2 separate regions of the Mus musculus genome follow, and region 1 is linked to region 2. Evidence: chromatin contacts called from public Hi-C data. All regions are on one chromosome and are shown on one strand. The core of a region is the stretch at or near the end of the contact, and the rest is flanking DNA. Distances in the headings are between cores, read along the strand shown. Region 1 overlaps Crppa (CDP-L-ribitol pyrophosphorylase A). Region 2 overlaps Crppa (CDP-L-ribitol pyrophosphorylase A).

Evidence for each region. Hi-C and Micro-C count contacts between places; a contact is called where the count stands out from the background.
Region 1: a Hi-C map of cranial neural crest shows a contact between it and region 2, with 2.7 times the contacts expected there. The contact joins two enhancer-like sites. A contact is called at or near these places in 2 of 484 Hi-C or Micro-C datasets (cortical neurons and cranial neural crest).

What each region holds. Positions count from the first base shown.
Region 1 is chr12:36,669,294-36,672,226 of GRCm38.p6, forward strand. All of the region lies in intron 9 of Crppa (CDP-L-ribitol pyrophosphorylase A), which reads left to right. Among named protein-coding and RNA genes, the nearest start is that of Mir5099, 150 kb to the right of the region's middle. Within about 2 kb of position 1,373, at least 3 of the 459 cell types and tissues checked have an H3K27ac peak or open chromatin away from gene starts, as enhancers often do.
Region 2 is chr12:36,475,999-36,478,698 of GRCm38.p6, forward strand. It overlaps Crppa (CDP-L-ribitol pyrophosphorylase A), which reads left to right. Exons shown (of 10, transcript NM_178629.6): 5 at 702-747. Among named protein-coding and RNA genes, the nearest start is that of Crppa, 96 kb to the left of the region's middle. Within about 2 kb of position 1,398, at least 19 of the 459 cell types and tissues checked have an H3K27ac peak or open chromatin away from gene starts, as enhancers often do.

The DNA of each region.
Region 1 (2,933 bases), core at 123-2,622, 190 kb after region 2:
TCTCCTGATTCTCCTGTTTCATTTGCAGATGACTCTTGTGTGTTTAGACCCACACTCACACATCCTGCATTGTCTTTTCATGGATGCCTTCCGGGCCCATCAGGTTAATCCATAATGGACTGGGTTGTTCTAAACACCCAAAGCCTGTGATTGGAGAATCACACCTGCACACACATGCACACACACTCACACATCAGTGACATCTACTTGCTCTAAAGTCCTCTGGTGATGACAGAGAGCCAGACTTTCTTTTGATAAAAGCTTGGCTTATGAATGTCTTTTAGTCCTGTAAAATCCAGCCCTTTGCTTTGGTGTTCCCATGGTGGCTTTTAGTTTTTAATTCAACCTGGCAAATTTTGTGTTTCTGTCTATGAACTTTGTGCATTTATATTTGGACTTATTTTGTTCACCTGGTTGTTTGCCTTTGCCGAGGATTTTTTCTTAACATTTTAATTAAAATTGTTTTCTCCCTTTTTATTATTTTTGTTACTTTTTACTTTTCATCTTCAAAACATCTCAGTTTTACCAAAAGAACGTAGGAACAATACAAGGAACTCATGCATACCCTAGAAGCAGAATTTTGTACGCAAATCAGGAAGTTAATATTGATGTGACTCCATTATTTAATCTTCAAGTAGGATCCATCTCCCTTTTTAGGTTTTGAAAACATATGTTGCAGTTTGTTTTGTCAACCGCTTTAATCTGTGGCGTATCTTTGGCCTTTCATGGGCATGCACTTGAAAAATATTATTTGTCTGTATATTCACTGTTGATTTTTGTGTGTGTGTTTATATGTGTGTTTTGCATATATAAGTTGTACGTGCAAGTATGTGTGTGTGTGTGTGTGTGTGTGTGTGTGTGTTTGTGTGTGTGTGTGTGTGTGTGTGTGTTGGGAGTATGGAAGCTATGGAGAATGTCCAATCTACTGCTCTATCCCTCTCTGTTGTACACTCTTGAGATAGGGTACCTCACTGAACTTGCAGCTAGGCTGGTAATCAGAAGCCCCCAGCTGTCATCTTCTCCTGTCATCTTCTCCACTGCCACCTACAGGCCCCTTCATACACACAGCCAGGTCTGGGCTTTTGTGCACTGCATACATCCATGCCTGACTTAAGCTACCTCCAGCGATTTAGACTCGAATCTTCCGTACTTACATAGCCATGGTTCAGTCTCCAGTAGGACAAATATCAGATAATTATTTTGTGTAAAATGGCCAGTTAGGTTTCTGTGCTGGTTAGTTGCCATGCCCCCCCCCCCCCACTCCCGCCATGTGACATAAACTGAAGACACCTGGGAAGCAGGACTCTCAACAGAGGAGAAAATAAGCCCACTCAATTTGCTTGTGGGCAAATCTGTGGGAGCATTGTCTTGATTGCTAATTAATACAGTGCCTAGCCCACTGTAGGCATGGCCACCCTTGGGCAGGTGGGCCTGAGCTGTATAGGAAAGGAAGCTGAGAAAGCTAGGAGAAATAATCCACTAAGTAGCATTTGTCTGGGAACCTCTGCCTCAATTCTCAGCTTCCTGTTTATGTCCCTCCCCTGGCTTTCCTTGACAGTGAACTGTGATGTGGACGTGTAAAGTAAATGAATCCTGTCCTCCCCCAAGTTGGATTTGGTCAGTATTTTATCCTGGCAACTGAAAGATAGTTTCCTCATCAATGACCTCAGTATGTTCATTTTCAACAAGAATGTCGGGCTTATGTGACAGTGCGCTGCAGACTGAGGTGTCCCCTACAGTCTCCTACTTTATCTTTAATTTCCTCGATGGAAATTCGATAGTAGAGTTGGTCAAATATTTTCTCTTTTGTGTGACAACTGTAGGTGTTACATTCTCTCATCCTCCTTGTGGGCTTGCCTTGTTTACCTAAATCAATGCTGCCCTCTTCTGTTACAGCAGCAGAACCAAATGGCATTAAATACGCGGTCCTGAGTGAAGTTAGTGGAAGTTGTGTGTTTTCCAGTTGCTTAATTCTCTTTGTTCTTCTGGACCCTAGCTTTTCTGCTCTAGCTTCTCGTCAGTACCCAGCTGCAAAAAAAAATTCCTGCCTCTCTCTGCGCTCTTCTGTTCCAGGGGAAGGCTGTCAGTCAAATCAAGGGCTGTTTTATGCCCCTCCCCTTTATGAAGGTGATGTCCTCCCTCATCTCTATTGGGCTTCTTGTGTGTGTGTGTTGTTGTTGTTGACTTTAGATCAGCCTCCACCCTTCATTTTTCTCTTCCTTCTCTAGTGGCATGGGAACTTTTTACAGTTTAGTGCCCCGTCGTTTTCTTTTTCCTTTAATTAAGTCATTTTGACATTCAGGATTTTCACATCATCCTTTTGTATTCAGGAGGCCGGGTTCATTTGGTCTTTTTGATCTTCTCCTTGTTTTAGGAGAAAATACTGAGACCACTGCTACTGGCTTTAGCTACCTGGAGGGTGGCCTTCGTGGTTCGTTGCCCCTTTACTAAATCTCTTCTGATTAAGAAGTTTCTCATCTTACCTCCAGACAATTTGATTTATTATCCATATTTATATGAATGTTTAAAATTAGTATTTTAACTAGCCTTCGTTTATGTCACCCTTTTTAATTAATCATTTTATTCGTTTACATTTCAAATGTTATCCCCCTTCCTGGTTACCACTCCACAGCCCTCCATCTCAGGTCCCCTTTCTCCCCTCGCCTTTGTCTCTATGAGGGTGCCCCTCCATCCACTCATGCACTCATGCCTCACCACTCTAGCATCCCTCTAACCTGGGGCATCAAACCTCCATAGACCAAGGGCTTTGCCTCCCACTGATGTGAGATAAGGCCATCCTCTGCTATATATGTATCTGGAGCTAGCAGTCCCTCTTCATGTCATCCTTTTTAATGCATTTTATTTTACTATCATTTCCCACTTTCTAAGTGACATTTTCTTTATCCAATATTGTGATTTTAAAATTTTAATTA
Region 2 (2,700 bases), core at 148-2,647:
GATGGCCCTTGGGAAGGATCTGCCATAGACCGGATATGCATACTGTGGAAGGTTACCTTACAACAAGCAGGGTGCAATTATGAGCAAGCTGTTTGCTATTAAGGAAAGTGCATCATTGTCCTTAGGTGCACTGTGGTACCCTATAGATTCTTTTTATAGAGGCTGTGCTTTAAGAAAAATTTCACAAGGTGCAACCAACCCGTTTTACAATGACCTTCAGAATTCCGAAGTCCCTTTAGATGTAAATTGGTCTTTGAGAATTTCAGCTTAGAATGGAGCTGGTCATCTTTTGCTATTTGGAGACTCTCTTCCTCCCTCAGCCTCGCAGCCCTTCTTTCCTCCCTCTTTCTCCTTTCTTCCTTACCTCTTTCTTTTCCAGTGTGAAACCTTATACAACAGTGGTGTGCATACTTCTGTTTGAACCCTTATGCATTTCCTTTGACACCAGTTATAATAATCATATTTCAGTAACCACTGCTACGTGCTATCATAACTTAGTCAAAGATATAAGGCTTAGATCTTCATAATTTGTTGAAATTGGATTTGATTTAATGTGAACGTCTAATGGCTCTTTGGTTTGGAAATGGCTTGTGTGGTGTGTGCAGTTTCTCCCGAGGGAAGAATTCCCTTGGGGCTTTGTTTTACAGCTCTCACATTCCTGCCTGCTCTGTTGAGCCTAATGAGGTTTATCTGTCCTTTAGGTGACCTACAAACAAGACCTGTGTGCAGCTGAAGCCATGATTAAAGGTGTGTTCAACCTTGTGACTGTCAGCGCCTGAGCTTCAGATGTGAGGCCACTGAGGATTTCTAGAGACAGTTAAATCCCAGACATTTTAGGTGGACAGATGTTTGGCAGCCACGGAGATCTCTGATTTGTGTTTTGAAAATTGCATTTTATTTTGTTTCCTGCTTGTGAAACACCACTTATTATACCACATTGATTTTAATTTTCATAAAAGAAAGACTTCAGCCTATTAAGTATGGAGCATCAATCCTATCAGAAAGGGAACTATATATACTGATATTTCAATAAGCCTGGGAAGGTCCCTCCTGTTTAATGTATGGAAGGCTGTCCCTGGCCTCTGCACTATCCTGTCAGAGCATCAAGGAGTGCCTTCCATATAATAGTTTGTACAACTTAGAGAATTTGAAATGGATGACTTTTAAAACAAACAAACAAAAAAATCCAAAACAAACTTATTTTTCTGACAACGCCTGCATTATATATATATTTTTTTCAAGGAACATGACCGTGTATTTGGGAATAATGCTTGCTTTTCATCACTATATTGCCCTTAAGATGCCACATAGTGTATTTAACACCCAGCCAGTACTTACTAGTGTGCTGGGAATGTAATCAGCACACAGAAAGGGAATTCTCTCTGTGTTCTGCAGGCTCTATGGTTCCAGTCAGAGTTCTCAAGCTCAGCCGCATCCTGGATGTGTAGGAGATCCTTGGATCTCAGGAGGGTTTAGTGCGTTGTCTGGTAGTACCCAAAGCCACACACACCACTGAGGTGCCCCCTCAGTGCCACACTGCCCCCTCTCCTTTACACCATGTCTGTGGCCATGAAAATTATCTCATGAAACTGTCAAATGTCACAGGGGATAAAGTTGTCTCGGATTGAGAACTCCCTTTTAAACATCCGATTTTAGTAGTGAGACAAGGGGTGTTCCCTCTGTCCTCGGGACAACAGGAAGCTGGTGACTGTTCTTTTCCAAATTAGACTCTGAGCAAAATGATAACGCTCAAGTTTCGGGTGAGAAGTAAAGTTTTAAATTCAGTCTCTTGCTGGGGTGGGTAGCCCTTGACCCAGATGTGTAGCTTCCTTTTAGAGTTGTAGGCAAGCAGTTGGCTCGCATGTGGAAAGCTGAGCTCTCTGTAATTGTGAGACTGTGTTTTAGTTACCCTCAGATTTGTTTTCCTTCAAGAATATTTTGTTTCAAACAATTAATGTCATATAATTTGTGTTTCTGTGCTTGTAAATAGTTAATCTATAACCATAAATCAAAAAGTTGACATATATTTACGTATCAGCCAGGCAATGTATAAATATTTCTTTGTGAGCAGTTGGCAAAGTTGTGCTGTGGTTGTTTATGCTTTTAACATAAAGACGTAGAAAACTCAGTTTGATTGTACTTCTAAGGAAGCTGTGCATTGCTTAGGGAGAGGGGCAGTGTGAGCAGCAAGGAGATTACTGTCTCAACTACTGATTTTCCAGGTTGTAATACTTTCCCCACATATTATCAGAGCCAGCAGCCATGCAAAAACAAATATTTTAAGCTATTTGTTATCTTGTTTAGGTAACAGTTTCTAACGTGGTATTTTCAAGGTGTTCTAGTTTATTCTGAGTGAGCTTACATGACTAGGTTTAAGCAGTTGACTTAGTTGGAAACTAAATAATGAGCTTCCTTATTCTTTAAGGCATTTGTTTCTAGGACTTTAGAGGCGATTCTGATGTTACTGGGCCTACATAGGTCCACATTTCTGGGGCCTTCATACTCTCTAGGTAGCCAAGTCAGTAGTCATGTGATTTTTAGACACCCTGAGATTATAGTCATCAATCCCACTCCCATGTGAGTCAGAATGTGTTTTGCTAAGAACCCAAGTTAATTGCATTATAATTCATATTTGAGAAACATTGGTTAAGGCTGCTCCTTATAATCTCCTATAGGTCACATCTATCTAAGCTATTTCTA